Regions from separate parts of the Anser cygnoides genome. Here region 2 is linked to region 1. A link is a contact called in public Hi-C data. All regions are on one chromosome and are shown on one strand. Each heading gives the region's core, a stretch centred on a gene start, on an enhancer-like site or on the middle of the called end of the contact. The rest is flanking DNA. Distances are from core to core; before and after follow the strand shown. Region 1 holds the start of GHR (growth hormone receptor). Region 2 overlaps GHR (growth hormone receptor).

Evidence for each region. Hi-C and Micro-C count contacts between places; a contact is called where the count stands out from the background.
Region 2: a Hi-C map of liver shows a contact between it and region 1, with 2.0 times the contacts expected there. The contact joins the enhancer-like site here to the promoter of GHR in region 1. A contact is called at or near these places in 2 of 7 Hi-C or Micro-C datasets (both in liver).

Annotation. Positions count from the first base shown.
Region 1 is chrZ:68,975,886-68,982,024 of Taihu_goose_T2T_genome, forward strand. GHR (growth hormone receptor) reads left to right here and starts at 3,933. Exons shown (of 10, transcript XM_066988782.1): 1 at 3,933-4,088.
Region 2 is chrZ:69,034,350-69,040,934 of Taihu_goose_T2T_genome, forward strand. The region is part of intron 2 of GHR (growth hormone receptor); the gene reads left to right. Among named protein-coding and RNA genes, the nearest start is that of GHR, 58 kb to the left of the region's middle. Within about 2 kb of position 3,547, at least 2 of the 3 cell types and tissues checked have open chromatin away from gene starts, as enhancers often do. A contact at or near this core is called in liver, where this site is marked.

The sequences.
Region 1 (6,139 bases), core at 2,683-5,182:
AATAGATAAAAACACAGACTTAAGCTGCGGCTAAGAATGTGGAATATGAACAATGTCTGTATTTAATTTCAGTCTCCTGCAGTTTTTCATGCAGTTTTGAAAAATAAAAACTGTTTTTCTCATTAATATAAGTAGTTCCTCACACAAGAGAAACACATTCATAGTCACTTAAACTGCATGCAGAATGGAATTTTGAACTATTCACACTAGCCCTCAGAGCCTCTCAGCAAGCAGAGAAATATCAATTAAGAGTGCGTTTTGCAATAGCCTATTGGCAAAATGCCCAGCAGCAAAAAAGTCACTGTTTCCTTCCAGCATAAACTGCACCAGCTAAAGAAACCCCTTTTTCTAGCATGGACCCTACATATGGAGCCCTTTACATTGTTCTAGAAATGTATGTATGCACTAATGAAGCTTCTTCTATCTATAGGACGTTATCGCCTGCTAAACCAAGCAGCCAGAGTTTGACCAGTGTAACTCCACCTGTGACAGACTTTAATGACATAGCTACTCTTACACTGTACAAGCATAGACTTAAGCCAGCACTTACAATAAGCGTTCACAGCTAGTCTTGCAGAAGTACTGCCAATCCTCATCTAAGGAGCACTAGCTGTAGTCACTTTAAAGTGAAGGAACCTCTTCCAGATGAAGAACTATGAGCTGAGTTGTTAGAATCCCATTTGACATCCTGTTGATAAACGTTGCATTATACAGTAACATAAATAGAAAGCACAACCAGATTCAGTCATCATTTTTTTTTCTGCTGTGCCTGGTTCCATACCATCATGTTCAGAATGGAGATGACATTCAACACTACTCTTTGGAAAGGATTGAAGTGGACACTGAGTGTATAGAGAAGAGAATACTTACGTTAGCTGACGTTGGTACTGTTGGATATTTTGCAGAAAAACAAAATGTCAGAATAAATGGTCAACGTTCAGGTATCTTTTATCAAGTGTATGCTAGTCAGACTTAATTTTCCAGGCTTGCTAAGGGGTTTGGAGAGGATCTGGATGAGTGATAATACAACACAAATGAAGGGGGGGGGGGGGGGGAACAGTGACATACATGGGCATATGTGAAATTATATGTAGTTAAAGAGGCATATGTTTCCTAATGGATATGTAAAGAACATTATCTATTCCTACATTGTTGCAGGGCTAAACTTAAGATTTGTGCTCTGTAAGGTACACATTCTGAAACTAATTTCTGGTAATGATTAAAATACAACCACAAGCTAGCAGAACAGAATAAGTGAATCACAGAACCCCCTAAATCCTTCACTGAAACTGAGTATAACAGTTATTAAAAATAATTAAAATAAAATCGGACTTTTTTCAATAAGATCACTGACCATGTATTATACTACTTTGTTTTACTGAAGCAATAAAGAAAATTCAAGATGTTTATCCTACAGACGTGTAACACGCACACCATTGTGTTTTGCAGCTTCAGGACTAGCTGTAGACAGGGTGGAGACTTGAAGCTTAATTTATGGGCAAAGTCTTAATTATTAAAAAAAAAAAAAGTCAAATTCTCTTGTCTTCCATCTTTAGCTAATTTATTTCACAAACGTTCAAACATCTCCTACCTGTGTACTGATGACCTCCAACCCTGCAGAGCCCCTTTGCTATCACAAGCCAGGACCCCAAAACAGCACTTACCTACACTCTTATGTGTCTCCTGACCTCCCAGCCCTACCCACATCCCAATAAGCCTGCCGACTGAAAATTACTTAGGCTGCTTTTGCCTATATCTGGTCTGGCTGGCAGTGAACTGTGCTTGACGTAAATCCCTGTGAAACTAAACCACTTGCCATATGAAGCATTAAAAAACATTACCTAGTACAAAGTAACTGCAGGAAGGCATAAATCAGTAATATACAAGTCTACTGATTTATAATTATCTATGCTTATATCTATGCTTATTTGTACATACAAGGAGAGAGCAGTAAAGTATTTTCCCTGGTTCCTCTGTCTGCTGTTTTAGATATCCAACTATCACTGCTACTGGGCTGACACAGTTTGCAATAATCTGAGATATGTTCTCATTATGGTACAGGAATGTTGTGCTAAACACCATAAACATCTCTAGAGCTGGAATACAACTCTGCCTTTTCTAACGGAGTGCTCCAAACCACAAAACTACAGGGTCAGGATCAGGTTTGTGATTGCAGTTTCTAACCCCATGAGTTACTAATTATGCTCTCCCATAGCTTCAGCAGCAGGAAATAAGAACGAAAGACCTCTGGAACGACCACGGGCTTGGCAGCACAGGCATCTCCTGGGAGATGCTGATGTGAATCCCCTAACCAGTGGTAAAAACTGAAACTGTGTCCATTGCATGTGTGTTAATGGACAAGCTATTCTATCACTTGAGACTCCTGAGAAAATACAGAGTTCTGTTTCCACGAGTTTTGAACTGAGGGAAAGGCAGGAGATGGTTCTGATGTAGGAATAAGGAAGATGTGTCTTCATGCCCTGAAAGCACTTAGTTTAAAGCCTCTGTGAGACTTCTGGCAGTTAGTTATTGACATGTTAGATTTCAATTCCCTTAAGCCAACCCAAAATCAATGAGGTCACACCTCACTGCCCATTCTGCCCCAGTTGTGTATTTTTGCCCTCTCATTTGGTCTGGTACTTACATGAGTGAACAGAGAGACAGCCTGAAGGGAGAGCTTGCCTGAGGACTGATCACTTATCATAGAATCATAAAGGTTGGAAAAGACCTCCAAGATCACCTGGTCCAACCATCCCCCTACCACCAAGGTCACCCACTAAACCATGTCCCTAGGTACCATGTCCAACCTTTCCTTAAGCACCCTCAGAGACCCCACCACTTCCCTGTGCAACCCGTTCCAATGCCTGACTGCTCTTTCTGAGAAGAAATGTCTCCTAATTTCCAACCTGAACCTCCTCTGGTGCAACTTGAGGCCATTCCCTCTAGTCCTATCACTAGTTATCTGCGAGAAGAGGCCGACCCCCAGCTCCCCACAGCTTCCTTTCAGGCAGTTGTAGAGAGCAACAAGGTCTCCCCTGAGCCTCCTCTTCTCCAGACTAAACAACCCCAGTTCCCTCAGCTGCTCCTCACAGGACTTGTGTTCCAGGCCTTTCACCAGCTTCGTAGCCCTTCTCTGGACACCCTCCAGGGCCTTGATGTCCTTCTTGTACTGAGGGACCCAAAATTGAACACAGCACTCGAGGTGCGGCCTCACCAGAGCAGAGTACAGGGGGACGATCACCTCCCTGGTCCTGCTGGCTGCACTATTCCTGATCCAAGCCAGGATGCTGTTGGCCTTTTTGGCCACCTGGGCACACTTCTTATTTGCAGGTCAGATTTTGAGACACACCAGCTCCCCAAAGCCAAGCAGTATCAGACACATGAGCACCAGTGCAAGAACAAGGGCAGTGCTGATTTGGGCAGCGTGGGCTGCCACGAACAGCACCACACCTGGCCCCTGTAACCCAACAACTTCCATGTGGAGACGCAAGCGTTCGTGGCCATCGCACCACAGCAGGGAACAAGGGCGAGCTACGATGTCCCTACAGCTCCCGTCCTGTGTCACGATGGGTGGAGGAAGGCACTGAGGCACCCCTCAGGGAGCACTGAGGGGTGCCTGAGGGGTTTGCCGCCTTCCCCAGCCCAAACCCGGGAGGCGGCCGGGTTCAGGTCGCGGGGCACCCTGAGGTGGCTGCGGTGGCTGTGGTGGCACCGGCGGCAGCAGTGGTGGTGGCGGTGGTGCCAGCGGTCCGGGCTCCCCTTCCACCCTCCCGCCGTGCCCTCCGTCAGGACGCGCTGCAGTGTGCCGCCTCCTCCCCTAGACGGAGCCGCACGGCCCCGCTCCTCGCCTCGCCTCGCCTCCCCTCACCGCCCCGGCGGCCATCGCCGCTGCCGGGGCCCCGCCGCCGGCCCCTCCCCGTGGCCATGCCCCCCTCGCCCGCCGCCGGCCCCGCTCCCTCGCCTCGTCCCCCCCGCGGCTGACGGCCGGCGGGCTGCCGCGGCCATGGCAGGGGGAAGACGAGGAGGAGGAGGAGGAGGAGGAGGAAGAGGAAGAAGCCGCTGAGGGCAGGCGCAGGGGGGGCAGCAAAGTGAGTCCCGGCCCGGCGGCGGTGAGGGGCGGCTCCGCTTTGCCCGCCCGCCCTCCGGGGAGGGGGGGGGGGGGGGAAGGACGAGGGCGGCGGCGCTCGGCGCGGCTGCGAGCGGCTCCGCTCCCTCCCCGCGAGTCGGCACCGGCCCGGCCGAGGCAGCGCCGTGCCCGCCGGCGCCGCCGTGCCCCGGTGGGGCCGATGGCGCCCGAGGCGGGGCGGGCGGCGGCGGCGGCGGCGGAGGGGCGAGTCGGGGGAAGTTTGTGAGCGGCCGGTGAGTAGCGGCCGGGCGGCGAGCGGGCAGGGGGCTGCCCCGGGGGGCTCCCCCGCCGCGGGGACGGAGCGGCGGGCAGCGCCTTTTTTCCTCCCCCCAAAAAAGACCGGCAGCGACCAAAGCCCAACTTTTTCCGCTCGGTTATGCATCTCGGTGTGTGTGGTCCTCGGGGAGAAAACCCGGGGGGGGGGGGGTGTTGATAAAAACAGGCGTAAACACGCGGCGCAGAAGGTGTTGGGGGAGAGTAGCCGATGTTGTCGGGTACAGCAGGAGCAAAGGTGAAGCAGCTCAAAAAACTGCCCCCCGAATCGCATCCCGTGCTATAAATCCTGTGAACCTTTAAGCGAGCGTTTGGGTAGGAAAAACTGAAATCGCTCCCCGGATAGATAGGTGCTTAAATGCAGAGGGCTCCCGGTGGTGGCACAGGCTGGGCTGCTCGCGCCAGTGCTGGAAGTGCAGTTGGGAAGGGATCAGTGTAAAGAGGTCTGGTAAGTTTTATTCCTTATGTATTTGAGAGCTGCTGTTTGCAATGCCGAGATTACAGAGGGCTGCAAGTGAGATGTCTTGTGGTTCCGAGCAATAAAAATGAGTATTGCTGAAAAGTTTCTCGGGCAGCTTGAAATGTTTAAGTAGGAATGCAGTGTCCTTCATCTCCACCGCATCTCAGTCTGGCAGCACTGGAGTTGCTGCTCGCTGTGTTAATTCAGGACGTTAGCGTGTTTTAATAATTATAAGGGATTTACAAACGAGGTGGTTTGCATGGCTTCTCCGAGGAGTCGTTTTGAAAATTGCCAGTAAGTGGTAGTGGTACTTTTATTAAATTCACGAAGACAACTGCTGAAACTTGCTCTAACGTACACAGAAGTCCCAGATACCTCACGGTTGGATATTCTGGAGCCAAATTCTCGCCGTATGGTCCAGCTTTGTTTCCGTTCCTGCGAGCCGTCTCGCTGTCTCCCGGTGCCGGTATGCTCACGCTGCACAGAGCAGCACCGTGCAGTCGCATAAACCCGGGGCCCTGCGGCCACCTTTGCAGGGGTGCTGCTGCCTGTAGCGCCCTGCAGGACGGCAGCACAGCACCCAGTGAGTGCCCGGGTGTCTGCGGAGCACTGGGTGCCCTGGCTGGGCGCAGGGAGCTCGGCTCTGCCCGTCCTTGCTGGCCGAACGGGTGTGTGGCACTGCGGGTTACCTCCCGCGCCTGATCCCAGCAGAGAAGGGTAAAATAAATCTTTGCTGGAAATTCACTTATTTCTGGGTTGATATCTCTGTGTTCCATGATCTGGATCAGTCCCTTTAGCCTGTATCACTTACAGGGCTTTATTTCCCTTGACTGTACATGTGTTTCTGTTCTTGTATATACATTAAAGATAGGCCTTACTTCTTTAAAAAAGTTGCCTTTTGCTTCAGAAATTGTTGTGTGTTGTTTTTTTTTTTTTTTTTAATCAAAGTGAGTATTTACTTTGCACTACTAAAGGGAGCATTGGGCTGAATAAATGTAATATTTTGTATCTTATTTGAAATACTAGACTTTCACGAACAAAATAGAGGCTGGGAATACTTGTCACTAAGCAAGATAATAAAGTAAAGGCTATATAAACTAAAATAATTAAAAAAATAGTTTATCAAACATGGTAGCACCTGCACTCAAGCCAGGTGAAGCAATTTCCATCTTAAGATAGGTGTCAAAACAAATCCAAAGCTTTGCAAATAAATTAAAATATTAGTAACAAAAAGAGGGGATAAAGTTGTTGGGGAAAGGCAAGGCAAGGATAACAGCAGC
Region 2 (6,585 bases), core at 2,297-4,796, 58 kb after region 1:
TGGCAAATTCAAGTATTATGTTCTGGCAAATGGCTACAGGCAGTCATATTTCATTGACTAATATGCCTAAAATAGAAAGGAAACTAAGAATGTAAGCATAAAAATATACTGCACAAAATATTTACTTAATGTTGTTGTCTTGTTTTTATAAAGAGAATACTCTGCACTCCTTGGTAGCCACGTTTATTCTTGCTCCTCGCTGCTCAGATTGAATTCTGGGTACAATATCTCATAAATACGCCATTTAAGAATTATTTGTGAAAAGCAGATTTTCCAGGCTAAGTGTGCTACGCTGAACCAGTGAGAAGAATCAGGTAAATCTGTGGAAACCTATCCTCCCAGACACTACTTCGTGTGCTTTAAAAATACACACCAGCAAATCGAGTCTTACCCTTTAGATACCTCTCTAGGATTTATGATGTGTGACTAGTAAAAATACATCAGTATGGTCCAATCTTTGCTGAAGTACGTGTAAGCATGGATGTTGAAAGTCTAGTCTCAATACTGCCCCTTAGCTGCAGCTGTCCCTGTTAGCTGAGCAGCAGCAGGCTGTTCTGCCCCATCCACCCTCTGTGCCCTGCTCCCACGGGAGGCAGCTGTTCCCTTTCACCACACTTTTAAGCAACTCTCCTCCTTCCATGTTTTTCCTTAATGAAGGCAGTTGTCCTCCTTTTTCCATCACCAGAAAAGGTCAAGAAATAGGAGAAAGGAAAGGAGGAGAGCAAGGGGCTGCCTCTGGAAAAGCAGCAGCTCCCGGTATCTCCTTGCAGTTATGGCAGCAGGAGGACGTCGTCTCTCCTTTGGACTGTGGCTGGCAGAAAAAAATGGGGGGTTGATGCAGCCTTCATGGCTTTAAAAAACATTTCTCATCTCTTCCAGGCACAGGTGGCAAAGGCTGAATAGCATCTACTTGGGCAAGACCTGCTTTATTAACTACATGCCGTAAATAAAAACCTACTTAAAGAATCCAATTTTCCGTAAAGAAAGAAAAGCTAGTCCTCATTTTCAGATGTTTCTCTGTAAAGCTGTACCACAATCTCCATTAATTTGTGCTACAGCTCCTAGTAACATCTGCTTGTTACCATATCAGATGACTTTCAGTCACACCAGTAAATTAAATGTACTACTCCCATCAGGACGAATTCTTCTTGGAAAAAAAAAAAAGCTTTGAAGTTGTTTCAAATAAGCTGGTTGCTTAAAAAATCACACACCACATGATACAAGTTTCCTACCACTTCAGTGGTATGATACTTCAACATTTCAGTCTCAAATCTGTTCTTTAGATCCTTTATCAAATATGCTTACAAGTATACCTAGCACTATCGATAGCAAGATCTAGAATAAGTATCTGTATCACTGAATGTGAGCCCTGTGCATATTTTAATTATCTGAGACTTGAAATCTAACAAAATCCTTTTCTCTAATATGGAGAAAAAAGACACAGTGAAATTAAAGCACAATTATAAGCACTTCACAGCACTTCTACATTCTGAGGACATTCCTATTCTGTAAGGGTACAGCTGTTGGATACCTCCCTACCAGCTGAACTATTCAGGAGAAACCTGGCTGACCCACAGTGTGTGCTTTTCTGTGAGATTTGTCTGAGATTGGAGGAAAGCCTGCTTGCCGAGGGAAAAACAAACTCAGTTCCGAGCCAGCCAAAAGCAGGCCCTTCTTAGCCAAGAAACTAATTTATAGACCACCGAGTAATCCTGCAATTAATTGTTCTCTGCAACCCATAGAACAGCTGACATCTGGATTCACTTTCTAAGCTCTGAAAGGACTACAGAATTTGAGGGGCTTGGGACTTCAACATGTGGTTAAAGCATCCAGTACCAACTTATGTTCAGAGCTGGCTGAGAATACGGCTGATAAGCTCTCCAAAATCTTTGCAGGCTATCGCTTATACAATCTGTGAAAGCAGCAGCAGGAAAATATCTTCTTTGAATGAACTATACTGAGTCATTATTCTTTATAGGATACAAGTCTAGTCACCTGTTAGCAGTTCTGGTTGCTGAAGAGAAACTTGTATGCAGTAAGCAAACGAAAAATCAGTACTGATTTGTACATCGTGGCAATTCAATACTCGAAGCTCCGTCTACTGCAGTATTCTTCAGTATTAGTAACGTTGGCAAAATGATCATCTATGGAAGTGTGACTTATCTAAGGCCACACTGCAGAGTGTAGTAGGACCTATGAGCAGTCAGTCAGACTCATTGTGATTGCTGTTGCTTACATGTGATTCAAGTGTGATTGCTAAGTGTCATACGTATTTTGGGAGCAGATGCTATCTTTAATGATTTCTAAACAGAAAGGATCTATGAACTTACATGGTAAGGTCCTAAAATGGAAGCCTTTTATTGCTCAAAATTAAGTTCTCTGTGATATTAAGAACCACAGAAGGGACTGTCAAGCTCTTTCCCTTCCATGCAGGAGGTTTCCACACACGATCATGCTGGTGAGACTAAAAGCTGCAGCTTAGTCTGCAGGGCCAGCTGTTGAGTAGGGTAGTTCTTGGTACGCTGATTAAAAGGGAGACCCAGTTGCTTGGACTTCTGTTGACCATCTCATGTGAACGCACCCTCACTGCCTGTTTCAGCATGGCACTGGGTACAGAGGCATGGCTGCTATTCAGCCTTCAGATAATTGCCATCTTAGACCAGGAGGGCCCCCAGTAGGGTTGCACAAAACTCTCTGTGGCTGCAGTGCAATGTCCTCACCCTTAGTCTGCTCATTTTTATTGTACTGCATGTGTAATGTGAGTCCAGAGATCTAGCTTGGTGTGGGATTTATTTTTGTGGATAGCCCTCATGAAATAGGTATGAGCATGAGCAGTAGTTCTGGTAGTAGCGGATGAAGGATCTGGCTCTCAGCAGCCCCTCAAGGCAGGTATCTTCCAAAGCCTGTCTGTGAACATCTATTTCTTTCTGGTCCTGTGTAAAATAACAATAACAGGAATGCAGAAGTGTGGATACTCTTCTCTGTTTTCCTTAAAAAATAAAAGTTGAATCTGCTCCAAAGTTTCACTTTCTTAATGACAGTTTGTACCGTGTTGGTCTTCCTGCAGAGGAGGGAGTCATCATTTCGGTGGAAACAGACATGCTGTCACGTGCCAGCCAGCTTGCCTTGCAGAGTATCCCTTTTTAGCTGATGAGTGCGGAGTTCATCTCTTTTATCTGTGATGCCTAAAAACAAAGGTTACAGTGCAGAGCTGGGACTATTAATCTCTGACATTTGAGAAGTGGTAAACATGGAGGGGGAGGTTTACATCTACAGCACTCTTTAATGCACTGTGGCAGGTAAATCACTGCACACAGTTGCAGTCCATGCCTTACTCTGCTGCGGGACTGTGGTATAAATGCAGGCAAGCCACTTCTCTTTCCAGTGTCTCCGTTTCCCTGTCTATAGATGCATGATGACCCTGACCCCCACTGTAGACTGTGTATGGAGAACACTGTCTGAAAGTATTGAAAGATCTCTTTACAAAAAGATACAGTAAATTAGCTCTAAAATTGGTATCCCTATTTCTGCTGCTTATTTTGAAGACACAACTTAAATTCTTTATTAGTTGGGTTTTCTTAGAGGAAATGTTGGGCATTGGCTCTGACTGAGCTCTTTCAGTTTCAAATGTGAATTTTTAGTTGCAACCTGCCATCATCCACTTCTGTCGTATTCGCCTTCTGTGTAGCACTGTGCTAGCTGCAGGTTGCCACTTAGAAGATTAACTGAATGAATTCCATTCACTAAACTAGTGACTGTTAAGTGGGTCACTAAATAGAAATTATCAGGCATGGCTGTTCAGTTTATTGCCCTTAAATGTCATGCTGACATGCTCCCTGCCTCTGCAATCCACTTGTCTCCACTTTCTTAATAATATTCTCATCCCAGACTCACTCTCCAACCTGTGCTGGTCCATAGTCACATATACTCTAACTTCTCCAATGGAAGGGGAAAAAAAAATTTCTTCAAGGCCTCCCATACTTCTTTCTCATACAATCTTTTTGTCTTCTACTCATCTTCTTCCTGCAGTGGAGCTTCTCCTCTTCATGGGATGGCAAGTAATCAGCTGAAAAAACATTTTCAAATTTCAGCTGAGCAAAAGTCAAATAAGTCTGTGTGTATATGTGTATATTTAGTGTATACAAGTGCACACACAAACACACACAGACACACAAAACAACACACAACGAACTCTTCTGTTCCTTATATGGAATTATTTCATGTCCTGTCCTAATTGGAATGCTTCAAATAATGCCAGTGATAGAATTGAAAATGTGATCTGGAAGAAAAGTTGAAGTCCTTAGAAGATAAATTAGGGGACCCAGTAATACAGTACGCTGACTTGAATAAATTCAGGTAATGAAATGAGCTGATTTCACTCTCTGTTTGGAAATACTGGATGCACTAATCTTGGAAAAATCTCCAGTTAAATATAAAGTGATTTAACATCATACACCCTAAGCTCTTGGTTTAAAAGGTGTCTTTGATAGCTGTATCATAAAAATGTGTATCAGAAGTGTTTGATTCGTTATAAAAGTTCTAGACATCCTGTTTGGATGTATGTTTAGTTGTAAATAAAAACGGATGTGTTTGTAAACCACTTGTAGTAGACATACTCTATTTTAGTACGTGAGAAGCTTCATCAAAGCATACTTTAAAAATAGTCAGATTTTATAATTTCCAGATCTTACCACGGGAATTGGAGGGAGAATTTAATTGGCTTTTTAAAACTTTATAAAAGGTTTGGAGAGCAATCAGCTTTTATTCACCAGTTACTACTTACCTAATTAAAATCTGTTTGACAATGCTGCATGTAAAAATACAAAGTAATCTTTTCCCCATGCTGATATCATTTAGTCTCACATAACTATGCGTTGACTTAGACAATTAAGGATCTAGCTCAGGATTTTCTATATGGCTATGCAAAGCGTTTTATGTGTGTGTGTGTGTTCAATGCAGTAAGCTGCTTTTTGGTGAATACATACAGCGTGTGTGTTCAGATTTGTATGCCCCTGAAGCACCAAATCTGTGGAGAATAGGGTCACGCAACAGTATTGGTATGATCTTAGACATGAGACATGGAAAGCAGCTGCAGTCATGGTGGTTCTCATTACCAGAGAACTTCTTAAACAGAGAATTTTACTTCATATTGTTCTGAAGAATAGTTTTGTTTAAAAGATGCAAATTGATTTTCTAACTCAACATCAGTTTAAACCAGACTTAAAGTAAATGTAAATTAAATCAGTATAAACCATACTTTAAACTGATACGAACTTCAGGACACACAAAGTTGCACCAGTTTAAATGCACTGTTTATAGCTATGCCTTCAGTCAAGTTTATTAATCTTTATATGTTGATCAAGCGATTTTTAGAGAAAGTTTGTGGCAGTGTGTGAGGTGTGAAAGTTCTCCTGCTCCTTTCAGCAGATGGCCAATGTGAATATGTGAGTACTTTTGAGTCATGAGTGGTCACCCAGAAATCCTGTTCATGTCCTTTGTCTGTCTTTTACCAGCTTTCATTTAATCCAGTATTTAAATCAAAGACCTCCTTAATGCCTTACAGGCTTTGTTATGTAGTCTTTAATCTGATTAGCATTACATGAATAATTTAGCATGCGACTGAACCATGTAATTCATTTGTCCCATAGTAATGAACTGTTAAGTAGTTCCATTAGTCTAGGATAAATACCAGAGTCTTTAACTTAAATTTTACAGCTTTTTGAAAATGTTTTCCTTGGATGAGAAACATTTTTGTATAAATACAATTAAAATTGAACTCGTTGCTCCCAGATGTCCTGAAATTACTCTTTGACATCTGAAAGGCACGTTTGAGTTCAAGATGATTAACACAAATTGAGGATGCTTGCTTGGCTATAACCAAACCCCATTTCACCTGAGGTCAGCAGGAGCTACATTGTTTGTATCAGCTTTTCTTGCAGCACCCATCTCTGTCCATGATGAAAAGTGCAAGAGATGAGATGCATATTTCTTTCTAACAAGTGTGCTGAAACTGGCTGTAGTAACTGGCTATAATTGCCCAGATGTTAGCTACTACGCTTATTGTTCAATGCAAATACTAGCATGCAGAAGAGGGCTTGCAAAGAAAATACTAACTGGAGCAGTATAATTGGCCTGCTGTATGGTGACAGTCAGTAGCACATACAAGAAGGTGCTTTAATATTAAGCATGTAAATAATCCTGTAAATTCCAACCCAAACTCCCAATAATGCCTCACAGGTTGCTTGCCAGCATCATTCCTGTGTTCGCAGTCTTCATCATTTCTGCAAGGTACTAAGAGCACTGGTTGTGTCAGGGAAATTACTTAGTCATGTTCTTGTGTTAAATATATAAATGTACCTGCTTAAAATCAGATGTCTATAACTGCTTTGCTGGATTGGGTCTAGACTACTGAGCCCTGTTGGGATTTAAACTTTACTGATAGCTGAAAAGCTGATAGCTGACATTGAAAAGCTACTTGTTTTTTGTACACTGGCACAAAATTGTTTTACAGCACTGGGAATATCATTTAATTTCTTTATGTAAATTGAGAATAATTACCTTAGTCAGATGTTTTTCATGCAGAAG